3 separate regions of the Mus musculus genome follow, and regions 1 and 3 are each linked to region 2. A link is a contact called in public HiChIP or PLAC-seq data. All regions are on one chromosome and are shown on one strand. The core of a region is the stretch at or near the end of the contact, and the rest is flanking DNA. Distances in the headings are between cores, read along the strand shown. Region 1 overlaps Crtc3 (CREB regulated transcription coactivator 3). Region 2 holds the start of Fes (feline sarcoma oncogene). Region 3 overlaps Wdr73 (WD repeat domain 73).

What was found. HiChIP or PLAC-seq counts read pairs in DNA pulled down with a chosen protein or histone mark.
Region 1: an H3K4me3 HiChIP or PLAC-seq map of bone marrow-derived macrophages shows a contact between it and region 2, with 3 times the contacts expected there. The contact joins the enhancer-like site here to the promoter of Fes in region 2. A contact is called at or near these places in 14 of 39 promoter capture datasets (the 3T3-L1 cell line, 3T3-L1-derived adipocytes, the C10 cell line and 9 more), 1 of 484 Hi-C or Micro-C datasets (bone marrow-derived macrophages), 6 of 115 datasets of contacts at active chromatin or transcription factors (bone marrow-derived macrophages, cardiomyocytes, embryonic stem cells and 3 more) and 2 of 9 other capture datasets (adipose tissue and liver).
Region 3: an H3K4me3 HiChIP or PLAC-seq map of stem cell-derived neural progenitor cells shows a contact between it and region 2, with 12 read pairs. The contact joins the enhancer-like site here to the promoter of Fes in region 2. A contact is called at or near these places in 5 of 39 promoter capture datasets (the C10 cell line, frontonasal cranial neural crest, hippocampal neurons and 2 more), 1 of 15 datasets of contacts at CTCF or cohesin (embryonic stem cells), 3 of 484 Hi-C or Micro-C datasets (all in embryonic stem cells), 5 of 115 datasets of contacts at active chromatin or transcription factors (embryonic forebrain, embryonic stem cells, neural tube and 1 more) and 1 of 9 other capture datasets (embryonic stem cells).

What each region holds. Positions count from the first base shown.
Region 1 is chr7:80,653,485-80,658,104 of GRCm38.p6, forward strand. All of the region lies in intron 2 of Crtc3 (CREB regulated transcription coactivator 3), which reads right to left. It overlaps Gm51450 (a long non-coding RNA gene), which reads left to right. Exons shown (of 3, transcript XR_003946653.1): 3 at 1-4,620. Among named protein-coding and RNA genes, the nearest start is that of Gm51450, 7.9 kb to the left of the region's middle. Within about 2 kb of position 2,402, at least 80 of the 459 cell types and tissues checked have an H3K27ac peak or open chromatin away from gene starts, as enhancers often do. A contact at or near this core is called in adipose tissue, bone marrow-derived macrophages, cardiomyocytes and 4 more, where this site is marked.
Region 2 is chr7:80,386,044-80,390,536 of GRCm38.p6, forward strand. Fes (feline sarcoma oncogene) reads right to left here and starts at 1,903. Exons shown (of 19, transcript NM_010194.2): 1 at 1,794-1,903; 2 at 1,079-1,300; 3 at 768-941. The coding sequence starts at 1,291. Furin (furin (paired basic amino acid cleaving enzyme)) reads right to left here. Exons shown (of 16, transcript NM_011046.3): 16 at 3,151-4,493.
Region 3 is chr7:80,887,117-80,891,346 of GRCm38.p6, forward strand. It overlaps Wdr73 (WD repeat domain 73), which reads right to left. Exons shown (of 8, transcript NM_028026.2): 8 at 3,607-4,230. Among named protein-coding and RNA genes, the nearest start is that of Gm32112, 4.2 kb to the right of the region's middle. Within about 2 kb of position 2,280, at least 248 of the 459 cell types and tissues checked have an H3K27ac peak or open chromatin away from gene starts, as enhancers often do. A contact at or near this core is called in embryonic stem cells, hippocampal neurons, stem cell-derived epiblast-like cells and 1 more, where this site is marked.

The DNA of each region.
Region 1 (4,620 bases), core at 1,152-3,651, 270 kb after region 2:
TCATATAATAACTGCATGTATTAAAACTTTTAGATGACTACCCTGATTAATTAACTTTAAACAACTGTCAAAAACTACTCAGAAGCTAAACAGGCACAGACTGGTCCAATGTATCTGTTGAGCAACTTCATGAATGCCAAGATGTCGGTGAGATACTGAAGAGATAAGTTCGGGCATGGACACTTCAGGGGAGGGAAGACCATGCTCAGAGTGGCCATGTCTGCTCTTGCTGGGTAGCTCATACCCCTGGCCTGGCTGCCCCCTCCCAGTGGAGAGACCACTTCAGGGAGCAGACTGCTAGCTCTGGCCTTTCCTGACCAGGTTCCAGCGTGAAATGCTCAGTGCACGAGCGTGGGACCGCCACAGAGACACACTTCCTTAGAAGCTGAGGGAGGGAGGGAAAGTTGGCTGAGGGGTGAAGGTAGGCTTAGATTAATAAAAAGATTGCTCAGGTGGCCGAGGGAATGAAAAACCAACACATAATCTAAGAGAAGAGCCAAGCAAAAGTGACGCCACCGTGACTAGCTGAAGGGTCCAGGAGGGGAAAAAAAAAAAAGGTAAAGCAATTATACAGACTGGAAAAGAATAAAACACATGATTGATTCTGGGTATTCTATTTTATTTGCTAAATAAGAGCAAAGGCCTGGGAAAGATAAACTGGGTCAGAGTCATGACACCGTCACTTGCCACTGTGCGACCTTTGGTATGTCACTGTGAAAGCATCAGTATAATGGGGATGAAGATGCCAACCTGCACTCCAGCAGGAGAATGAAGTGGCAGAGCACACAGACAGAGCTCAGACACTCAACACTTCTGTCCTCCGAGCACCACCGGACTCCTGCCTAGAGACTGGAGTGTAGCTTAGGGAAGTGGGTTCAACCCGCAGTACCAGAGCCAACCTGAGACCAGCAGGTGCAGGAGTCCTGGAATCCAGGAGGCAGAGGCAGGAGAATCAGTACAAGCTCAAGGCCAGCCTGGTCTATGTTGAGAGTTTCAGGCTAGTTGGGACGAGATAGTAGGCTGTCTCAATCAAATGAGCCCCTCCTGGCTAACACTGTGGGGAAGTGTTTCCCTCTGCACTCGGAAATTACACCAGGGCTGGTGAGGTGACTCAGTGCATTAAGTGTTTGCTGCCCAAGACTGAGGTCAGCCCTGGAGCCCATGAAAGAAGAAGAAACTCTAACATACACTAACACACGCTAGGTGGGGATCGGGCACGCACGCACACACATCCACACATCACACACAATAATAAAAAATACATGTGTTAAAAACACGATGACACCCTCAGAACCCAGATGGTGAAAGCAGGGAACCAACTCTCCTTGAAAGCTGTTCTCTGACCTCCACACATACCCTGTGGCTTCCAATATCTACAAACACACATGTGCGCACACACAGACACATAGACAAAGAATAAACAAACTAGAATCTCTGGAAGTCTAGCTTAGTGGCAGTGTATTTGCCAGCACTTATAAAGTCCTGGGTTCAATTCCTAGGATCCTCCTACTCCCCTCAAAAATGGGAAGTGTGAGCTGGACCTGCTGGGGCAAGCCTAAGGCTGGAAGGCTGAGAGCTCCCAGTCTGTCTGAGTTACAGAGCAAGGAGGAGGCCAGCCTAGGCACCTCACTGAGACACTATCCCAAAATAAACCATTTAAACAGGGATGAGGACACGGCTCAATGATATGAGTGCCTACTTAGCAAAAGCCGCGTTCAGTCCCTGGTACTGAGAGATGGGTATCGAACAGCTACTACTGTGACTGCCTCCAACGGGTTTTCAGGAGAAAATGGGAGGGGAAAGCTTTCTGAAGTTACATCCCCAAGAGTAAAGAAAGAAAAGAGCTAAGACACCAGCTATCTGTTGCCAAGGAAACCAATTTCTGTACCCAGGGAGTGTCCTGAACACAGGCTGTATTTTTGAACAGAGAAACTGCTACAGAACCTGGCATTAGGGACAACAGAGAAACTTCCACAGATGGCATTGACTCTTGGAAAACACCCAACGTAATAATCAACCACTAAGCCTTCATCTTCAAGTCTAAAGTATAAAACCCAGCTGCTTCACAACACAGGGACCAATTCTAACGCCTGAAATGTTGTGAAATTTTGTAAGGAACTGGAACAAAACTTTGGCTGATTCTACAGCCAAAATATGTGGTGACTTAAAAATTTAGAGACAGGCAGTGTGCTGCTTGTGGCTCCCACCTGCCACTCTTTAGCGACCTAACAATCAGGGCCTGGTTCCAGAGAGAGGAATGAGAACTGAATTTCAGAGTCCAAATGTAAGGGCACCTGGAGAAACAGCTTCCGCCCTTGCCCTGCTCTGCCACTGCCTAGGTCCCTGCCTCTCCTGGAGTTGCACTCAGTGCCTTCACATACAGTCTGGATGACCCCAGCCAGGGCAGCTAAGACTTCAGCAAGGTTATTTTTATCCAGCCAATGAGGAAACACTCAGATGTTAACCAGCCTGCACAGATTCTAAGGAGCTTTATGTAAGGCCGGTGTGGTAGCACACGCCTGTAACTCTAGCACTTGAAAAGCTGACACAGGATTACAAGTTCCAGGCCAGTCTAGGCTACACAGTAAGATCTGGTTGAAAGGATAGGGGGCTGTGGGGCAGGGGACAGAAGAGGTTAAGACTGTGGCACAATTAGCAGAGTGCTTACCTAACACTTGTGAAGCCCTGGGTTCAATTCCCCAGCATGGTATAAACTGGCTATAGTGGCACATGCCTGTGGTCCCACCACTTGGGAGGCAAAGACAGAAAAATTAGAAGTTGAAGGTTGTCAGGCATGGTAGCACCCACCTTTGGTCCAAATACCTGGGAGGTAGAGGCAGGTGGATTTCTATGAAGTCCACATCAGCCTGGTCTATCTACAAAATTAGTTTCAATCCAGCCAGGGGTACATAGTGAGTTCCCTCCTCTCCCCCACCCTACACAGAGTTCTAGGCCACTCTCATCTGGGCTCTAATGCAGCTTTGGATACATGAATCCTCACCTGAAAAATGAAAACAAAAGAAGCTTTATATAAATAGCAAAACTTAGTTCTCTAGCCCTAGACAGCATACCACACAGACAGGAAAGGTGGGATCAGCGTTTACTGAAATCACACAAGGTGGCCCGGTTTCTAGCATTTCACCCAGCAGAAGTTGGTACAGGAATTTTGCAATATTCATTAAGCAATAAGTACATACTGGGCATTATTCTGGGATGTTCATGTATTATTAGCTAATTTAATCCTTCCAGTCTACCTTAGGTACTCTTAGTCACCAGAGCTCACTGATGCATAAGTTAGGTGCAGAGAGGCTAATAACCTTGCCTAAGGTCCCAATGTGAGTTACTGAGCAGCTAGTAATGAGATCCAGTTGGCCTTCAGGGACAACACCTCTGATCAGCAACCATCCTAAGATGCCAAATCAGGGCATGAAAATTGTATATATTTCATGCATCAGATGGCTGACAAGTATTAATTGTTTTGTTTGAGGCAGAGTCTCACTAGGTAGCCTAGGTAGGCCTCAAACTTGTGATCTTTGTACTTCGACGTCTTGAGTGCTAGGATTACAGACGTGTGCCATGGTGTCTGTGGCTGGCTCTGCAGTAAGTGTGCGCCTAACCTGTGCTCAGTCCCCAGCAGCCACAGCAGGCATCTCACAGCCATCTGTGACTTCTGCTCCCTCTTTCTGGCCTCTGCAAGCATAGAAATACACACACACACACACACACACACACACACACACACACACACACACAAAACACACACCAATAAAAATAAAAATCTAAGAAAGAAAACACTTGGGACACTAGGGACATAGCTCAGCCAGCAGTGGCTGAGCACACGCAAAAGGGCTGGGTTTGATCTCTAGCATGGCATAAACAAAAGAGAGGCAGAGAGATGCATACCCAGGGGTGGGGGTGGGGGACAGATGGGCTTGTATAGTAATAAAGATATCTGAGGAGCTGGAGAGCTAGCAGTTAAGAGCACATACTACTCTTGCAGAAGACTCAAATTTGGCCCCTGGAACCTACATTGGGCAGCTCACAACTGCCTGTAACCCTAGCTCCAGAGACACCACTGGCTTCCATCAGCACCTGCACTCAGGTGTACATACCCACCCTCACATAATTAAAAGTGAAATGATGAAACAAGGTATCTGAGAGACCCATTTTACTGAACACCAAGTGGCTCAACCTACAAGATACGAAGTCCTGTGTAAGATGTCTGCACAAATCCAACCTGGTCCAGGAAGGCCACTCTGGCCATTCAGGGCAGCAGTCGAAGGCCTAAGACTTTCAGTTCAGATTCAAAGCAAACCTGAGCCAGTGGAGGCAGCATCTGGATACCACACTCACTCCCCAGGTCTGCAGCACCCAGGCCTTGGCAGGGCTGCAGAGCCGGTGGTCTGATAGGAAGCCACGGTACCTCAGAAGAGCCTGCCAAACCCTGGCCATATGAATTCTGCGTCTAGCTGCTGAGGCTGTCTTTGGAGTTCATCCCACGGGGACGTCTGAAGTATTTCTCATCTGCCCCATTTGCTCTGCACAGCTGAGGGAGGAGGGTGGACTGAGCTCAGAGTAAACTGCCCTCGGAGAAGACGACAGATGCCTGATAACTTGGAG
Region 2 (4,493 bases), core at 653-3,152:
ACTTTGCCAGTCTTTTTTTTTGGGGGGGGTATGTTTTTGAGACAGGGTTTCTCTGTGTAGCTCTGGCTGTCCTGGAACTCACTCTGCAGACTAGGCTGGCCTCTAACTTGGAGATCAGTTTGCCTCTGCCTCCCAAGTGGTAGGATTAAAGGCGTTCACCACCACTGCCTGGCAACTTGGAAAGTCTTAAAGAGCCAGCTAGTATATATTTCGAGCATGTAGGTCATAGAGTTCTGCAGGAATTACTCCATTCTTTCGCTGAAACATAGGATCCCAAACGATGGGAGGACAAATGAGCATGAAACCCTTAACTAGAATTGAGTTAGGAAAGTCTGGGAAGGCGGACCACAAGAGGGCGCTGTGGGTCCATGGTAGGACCCAGCTCTGTGGCAATGAGGGGTGTGGTACTGGGAGATTGACCAGTGAGTGAATTGGGGAGAGAGGCACCCAGAGACAAAGCAGCTGCCTGTAACCCAGCCTGTAGCTGAAGAGCTGCTGGGACTCAGACCAGGGCAGGATTCGGCCTCTGGGGCCCTGGCGGGGTCCACTCTAAGCACACTTGCCCCCCCCCCCCAAGTCCCTCACAGTGGCTCAACAGGCCCTGTAGCAAGTTAGCCAAAGTTGTGAGAGGAAAGGAGGAAGCTGCAGCGGCAAGGCCACACAGGCCATCCTGGAGCTGGGCCTGCGGTCAGTGACTTCTGCTTCCCTAAGCACTCTTGTGTAAAACTGCACCTTATTGCGACAGCGTCCTCTGGGTGCCCGCCTACCTTGGTGAGCTCCTGCTGCAGCTGCTGCCACTGCTCGTTGTACGTCTTTCTCAGGTGCTGCCGCTCCCGGATCAGCACGCTCAGTTTGCTCAAGGGCCCCGAGTTCAGATCTTCTGCATGCTGCCGCAGCACCCGGCTCAAGTTCTCGGTCTGGCTTGTTATCTCTGCCCAGGACTACAGCACATTGTGGGATAGGGAAATGGGAAGAACAGGGCAATGGCCCGCAAGCCTGGGTTTGCATCCTTTCCAACCCCACCTCTAAGCGGGGAGGTGATGAGGGCAAGTGAATGGGAGAGCTCACGGAAGCTCACCTGGCTGACAGGGCTGTCGGGGCCGCTGCTCCAGCTCTGGCCTCCGCTGTCCTGCAAGGACATGTGGTGAAGCAATCCTGCATATTCCCGGTCACTCTTGACCCTCTGGGCCATCCACTTCCTCATGCCCTCCAATAAGCGCAGCTCAGCTTCCTGCATCTGCTGCACTGCCCCGTGGCCCTGGGGGCTGCACAGCTCTGAAGAGAAGCCCATAATGGTGTCCTGGGGACAGAAACCGGGTCATTCAGTGGAGACAAAAGAAGCGGCTGGTGATGGAAGATGAGGCTACGGTCGAAGAGGGCTGCGGGCGGGACATGGGTGGGGTTCTGCTTAGAAAAAAAAAAAAAATACCAAGAGGTGCAGAGAGCAGCCTGGACTGGGGCTGGCCCTTCTGCTTCCGATGTACTAGACTAGATTTCAGAGCCAGTGGTCCTGTTTCCAGGAACCAGACTGGAGGTCCCTAACAGGACCCTTCCCCCACACCATTCCTGGGTGTTACCGACTCCTGCCCTGCCCAGGGCCTTCAACAGTGCTGGACTGCGGCCTCCGGGAGCCACCGAAAAAAAACCCTATCACTGGGCTTTCCTGCTCTTCCCAAGATCCTAGCCCCACCCCCATCAGGTTTCAGGTTCCCAGAACACCCGCCTGGCCCCTTTCCGGTGCCCAGCCCTGCCCGTGTTCCACATAAACTCCTGGATCTCGAAGGTGGAGTTACCTTTCTCGGGCAGCTGCTCCTGGGGTAGGTGGCGGTGGACCGACTAAGGCCCAGAATCTGCCGGGCCAGTTCCTGATTCCTGCTTCCTCCTCCGTGGTTTCAGTTGCCCTAGGCCGCGGGGCGGGTCCACTATAGGGAAGAGAGAGCACAGCCCACCCCCCCATCCTGCTCCCCACTCTGCGTGCCCTGGGCCACAGCCTACAGCGACAGCTCAGCCACGGAAACGGAAGGGAGGAGGAGGCCGGCAAAGAATGGCCATGCGAAGAGTGGCCTGTGAACCAGGCACTCTCCAGGGTCCCGCGAACGCGGGGGAAGGAACCCAAAATGCAGTGGGGATGGACTCAAGGTGAGGCCTCAGGCAGGGTGTTGGGACCCCCGGGGCACCCAGGGTGTGTGGACTAATGTGAATCCTGACAGCGTGCTAGGGTGCCAGGGGGACATAGAGGAAGGAAGCCTAATCCTGTCCCTCCTCTGGATTCCCTAAGGAGACCTCAGGCGCCAGCCACTATTTGCATATAAAATCTCCAAGTCAAAATCCTAAGCAGAGGCCTGCTTCTCGGGCCCGGGTTCCGGTAGCACCCTTTCTCTCAGGCAGGGCGTTGAGTCTCAGTGGCAGCCTGGGCCAGCGTGGGGTATAGAACTGAGGAGAAATTATTTCCCCATGAGGGACTCAGGTTCCCCCAGCCATTCAATCCTGGTTTGCTGGGGTTTTTTTTGTTTGTTTGTTTTGTTTTTTCTTTTATTTTGAGAAAGGGTCTCTCTGTGTAGTCCTAGAACTTGCTATGTAGATCAGGCTGGCCTCAGATGAAGAGATGCCCTGCCTCTGCCTCCCAAATGCTGAGATTAAAGGTGAGCTCGGCTAGCTGTGATAAACACCAGAACTGAAAGCAGCCTGGAGAGAGAGATTGTCTGATTTAAGGATTAGAGTCCACCACCAAGGGAAGTCAGGGCTGGAGCTGAAACAGGAACCACGGAGGACACTGCTCGCTGGCCACTTGCTTTCACAGGCACCCCAGGATCTTTGTATGGGAAGGTAGACACCCCCAGTACACCGGGCCTTTCCACATCAGCCAGTATCAAAATGCTCCACCGACTTGCCCACAGGCCAATCCAATGGAGGCAACTTCTCAACTGAAGCTTCTCTTCCCAGGTGACACTAGCTTATGTCATGATAAAACCAAGGAGCACACAGATCTGGGTTCACTCAGGATCCCCTCAGACCTCAGCAGTGGAAGCCCTAGACCTCTTAGAGGCATTTAAGCCTTCTGACTTAAGCCAAACTGGCCCCTAGTTCCCACCCTTCCCCAGTCAAACAGCTAAGGGTCCCGAGAAGAGCTATAGACACTGGAGACCGGGCTTGGTTTGCATAGTCTGCACGTTTAATCACTTTAAAACCTCTAACATTATCTCGTGTCCATTAAATAGAACCAACAATGCCAGGCCTGTTTAAATTACAAGGAAAAAAAAAATCACTGTGCACCAACCCAGCATCTTACAAAACCAGCCTGGATGGCCGTGAGGGGTGGGCAGGAGAGCAAGGGGCACCCCTGGACAGGTAGGCTGGGTACTGAGAAGGGCTAAGGAAAAGAAAATGGGGGGGGGGGAGCCCAAGTGGGAGGGGACTGATTGTCCTAATGGGAAGGGTGCAAAAGGCACATCAGAAGAGGGGGTTTGGGGGGCATCATAGGCCAATGCTTTCTCCACCAGGGCACAGTGTTAGAAAGGGCTTGGTGGTGCCACCTGCCCACCCCTGGCACTTGGAGAGCCAGCGACCCATAAGCCCTTGGCACAACCCCATTTGAAACAGATGATGTCAGCCTACCCCTCCCACCACAACCCCCTTTCTTAGAGCCCACCGGGCTGGCCTGCCTCTTCAGGACATGGGGCTTAGTTATTCCCTATACCCCAGGGCTGGGCAGCCATGGGAAGGGCAGGGTGGGTGTGGGCATGAGAAGGTCAAGGGTCCAGCTGCTACCCCCATTAAAAATACAAAAAAAAAAAAAAAAAAGAATCAGCATCTAAAGTGAATAATCACAAAGTGAAAATATATCCTCAAACAGCTCCTGAGATCCCCACAGGGGAAAGCAGCATCGGGTGGGAGGCGGGAGGAGAAGGCTGGGCCACCGTGCCTCCCCACCACCCACCCAGGGGCTCCTGTACTGTAACTGCCAACAGCCCAGGCAGCCCCGGGCTCAGAAAACAGGGCCCTGGCAAGGGGGGAGGGTGCCATAAAGGATGGTCAGACACCAGCAAGGCCCCCAGAGCTTTAGCTCGGCCGGCCCGTGCTGGCCTAGCTCAGCCTGGCTTCCACGGAGGTGGAGGCCTGGAGTGCAGAGGCAGGCTGAGAGCAAGAAAGTACAGGCACACTGGGAGGGGCCTGCTTTGCTTTGGTCCCTTCCTAAGACTGCAGCTTCTTCGGAGGCTCACCTGTGAGCCAGAGAGGGTCAGGGGATGCAAAAGCCCTTGGAGAGGTGGCTGCCTTCTTCAAGTACCTCCTGGCCAGCCTCCCTGTTGCCTGGATGGGAACCATTATTGCTTTCTGAGGGGCAGGGAAGGGAAGGGGCAGGGCTGCAGCCTGGTCAGGGACTCAGAGAGAGGCCGCCCCTCTTCACTCTGCGGGAAGTCCAGCTGGGCCAAGGAAGCTGCCCTAAAGATTTCCTCTTTCCTCCACATGGAGGGGTGGTAGGGGTGAGGCTCCTG
Region 3 (4,230 bases), core at 1,030-3,529, 500 kb after region 2:
GACCAGGCTGGCCTCAAACTCAGAAATCTGCCTGCCTCTGCCTCCCAAGTGTTGGGATTAAAGGCGTGCACCATCATGCCTTCTTGTCTCTTTCTAATAACAGCACGGACACAGAGCAGGAAGAGCCCTCGCAGATGAAACTTGTCTGTTGAAAACACCATTTTGTTGGGCTTTGTTGCTTGAGTATTCCAGAAGTTCTTTGAGTTTAAGAATTTAGGGCTGGGGAGATGGCTCAGTGGGTAAAACACTGGGCCACGGAGCCAGGTGTACACAGTGAGAAAAGAACAGAGAACGCCTGTCTCAGGTAAGGCAGAAGGTGAGGACTGCTACCTCGGTGCCCTCTGACCTCCTTATGTGCCCTATGACAAGGCAATTCACATGTGACTGCACGTGCGCGCGCGCACACACACACACACACACACACACACACACACACACACACACTTTCTAAAGAGCTGGGGAGATGGCTCAGAGGGAGGAGAGCTTCTGGCAAACATGTGGCCCTGAGTTTGCCCCCCAGGCACAGTGTGTGCATCTGTAATCCTTGCACCTTTGGCTTGGTGGGAGCAGATGGGAGAATCCCAGAAGCTCAAGGGCCAGGCGGCCTGAGTATACAGCAGTGAACCAGAAGAGAGCCTGCCTCAAACACAGTGGAAGACGGGGACCAGTACCCAAGGTGCCCTGTGCCCTCTGATCTCCACAGGCATGCTTCAGCCTGTGCACATATAAAACACACACACACATCATATAAATAAATGATAAATAATTGGGTTACAAAATGTCTTCATGCTACTTTGTATTTTGAGACAGGAACTTTACTCTGTAGCCCTGACTGGCCCAGCACTCAGTGTGTAGACCACACAGAGGTGTCCACCTGCTGGGATGGAGGGCTAGGCCACCAGGCCTGGCCTCTGAGAGCACTTTAGAAAGCTTCACACCTAACCTGCACACTCCTGGGACATGGTGCTCTACACATTGCTTAGCAGGGGCCGACAGCAGCACTGTCTATAGAGCATCTGGCTTCCTCGGAGACCTGGCTCTATTCAGTTTTCTCTTTCCAGTCCAGTACTTTCAATGGATGGCTATTTGCAGCCTTCGAGACTTCAGAACACCTGTCATTGGAGATCATTTTTTAAAAAAGATTTATTTATTTATTGTATGTATATAAGTACACTGTAGCTGTCTTCAGACACTCCAGAAGAGGGCGCCAGATCTCATTACGGATGGTTGTGAGCCACTATGTGGTTGCTGGGATTTGAACTCAGGACCTTCGGAAGAGCAGTCAGTGCTCTTAACCGCTGAGCCATCTCTCCAGCCCCGGAGATCATTTTTAAAAGGAATATTCCAGAAATTAAGTTAGAATTTTTGTTTCTTCCAAGGGCAGAAAACAAAAGTGGCATAGATTTATTTTAGAATGCCTTTTAAAGATTTTTAAAAAATTATTTATGTGTATGTGTGCACACAGGTGCCTGCAGAGGGCAGAAGAGGGCGGTGGATCCCTCTGGAGTGAGGTACAGACAGGTGTGGGTGCCGGGTCCTCTCCAAGAGCACCAGGAGCTCTTAGCCTCTGAGTCACCTTTCCAGCTCCAAGCCTAAGATTCCTCATCTATTAGACAATCATTCCCATCCCCCCTCTTGTAGCCCTGACCTCAGTGTCCTTGCTGAGTCCCTGGGACTTTGCCTGCTGTAGGTACAGTCCGGTCCAGGCAGGCACCCGCACAATCTGTCCTCTGGGTTGGTTCGTTTCCTGCCATCCATTTTGTCCAAGGACAGCCATGTGTCTGACCAGCTGTGTTCGGCTCTGTGTGTTAAGTGCATCTGTGTCTGCGTGCTCACTCTTCCTGCTGCCTAGCACAATCTAGGACCACCCTCCATGCCCCTGCATGCCTCACTGACAGACCCCAAGCCCGCTTTCTCAGTTGTATTCCCATTTACTCCTAGGGTAGGGGCTCTGTCCTTAACAATGATGTCCCTTCTGCCCGAACACAGGATACAACTCAACTGTCACCTTCCCTGTGCGAGCCTACTCTCTCCAGGCCCGTGTGTGACTGGGCCCATGCTGCAGGCCATGCGCCCCTTCTCTAATGGAGGCCCTATGGATACAGTTCAGCATCTCGTTATAACACCTAGGCTGGTGCGGCATGGCATTCAGGAATGGCTAAGTGAGACAGATGGAGCCTACAGCATCACTGTTTCCACAGCTGCCTCCAAACCCAGCCCCTCTCCCTCTCTCTGGGACAGAGCCTAACAGTCTCCCTCCCACCAGCCGCTGTAAGCATGCCTAGCCCCGCCCCTTTCCCTAGCCTGGGGGTGGGAGGGAGGAGTGAGGGAGGGAACAATGCACTGAATTCTAGCTTGTTTTTGCCTGTGCTCTCCTGACTCCCAGCACACAGACCTGGCTAGGCTAGGTCACAAGATGTAGAACTAAAAAAGAAAACGAAACAGAGCCAGCTACAGACAGTGTCCTAACTCCACTGTCCAGGGACTTGAAGGGAAGGCTCTCACAGTCTTTAAGGCCCACATAGTCCTGGTGTTCTCCTTCAGCTAATGCTTTCCCCACCACCACCATCGGTGGCTTTTCCTCACATAGCTCATCTGAAGGGAAGTCTGTGTCGCCTCTGTGAATCTCTGAGCCCATCCCGATCTCCTGTCACTCTACTTTCTGTAGCAGTTGGCCCTCTTTTCTCTGGGCCTAGGAACTGGGCTCTGGTCAGACAAGACACCTGCAGTTCTTACCTGGAGGCCTCTGGCCCCGACTTCCTGCAGCTGTGAACCTACCTTAGCAAGCTTCCCTTCCTTCACTTCCTCTGCAGCCCCAAACTGCAGCTCAGTCACCCCGTGGGTGTGCGGGTGTGCGTCTGCACTTCCTGGTCGGGCCCTGGCTGATACAGTTCAGCAAAGCACCTTCTACATTCACAACCGACTTCTAAATTACTCAGCTTTCCCAGTGAAATACTAGCGTGCAGCTGGGCTGCTGTAACCCGGATATCTGCTTTGTAATATCTGCCAGCTTCTGAGATGTAAATCCTCCCACCAAGGCCAACTTCAAGCTATCAGTGTGTCACCACTGAACAGAGTAGAGGGAGCCGCGGGGTGAGCTTCGGGGCGGGGGGGCGAGGATGACAGAGGATGCTTCCCAAACTCTGAACGTGATCCTGTTGTGAAGCACCCGGGAGGCAGAAGCAGGCGGATTTCTGAGTTCGAGGCCAGCCTGGTCTACAGAGTGAGTTCCAGGACAGCCAGGGCTACACAGAGAAACCCTGTCTTGAAAAACCAAAAAGGAAAAAAAAAAAAAAAAAAGTGAACAATGGGGGCTGGAGAGATGTCTCAGAGGTTAAGAACACCGACTGCTCTTCCAGAGGTCGTGAGTTCAAATCCTAGCAACCACATGGTGGCTCACAACCATCCGTAATGAGATCTGACTCCCTCTTCTGGTGTGTCTGAAGACAGCTACAGTGTACTTAACTTATAATAATAATAAATCTTTGGGCCAGAGTGAGCGGGGCTGACTGGAGCGAACAGAGGTCCTAAATTCAATTCCCAGCAACCACACGATGGCACACAACCATCTGTACAGCTACAGTGTACTCATACACACAAAATAAATACATCTTAAAAAAATTTATTATAAAAAAAGCTGTTAGACTTTTCTTATCCCCCCATTATTTTTAAGTGCTGTGGACAGAAGTGTGTACCCCTTGCAAATTCATACACTGAAGTCCCTACCCCGAGAGACTAGATTTGGAGAGGGGTCTAGGAACTAAGGCTAAACAAGGTCATAAGGAAGGGACCCTTATCCACCAGAGTGGAAGACAGAGCTTACTCCAGTCAGCATGCAGAGGTCACGTGTGCACGAGGAAAGCAAGGTGCATCCTTTAGCAAAGCAGAGGCCTCGGGATGACTCCACCTTCCCAGCACTTCTTGGTGCCTATACTCATGAGTGTGCACACCCAAGCACGTGCACCCTCGTGCAAGTAATGAACACGAACACACACACACACACACACACACACACACACACACACACACACACACACAAAATAGGAAGAAGTAAAAGAAAGCAGTTGGGGCATAACTCAGAACAGTAGGCTCAGTCCAGTCCAGTCTTGTGTACAAAAACTAAGTAAATTGCTAATTGCTTCTTACTTGTATTCTTTTTGATGTTTATTGGCCCTGAGACATCGATTCCTTCTGTGAGAAAGTTCACACCCACATTCACACTCCAGCTCT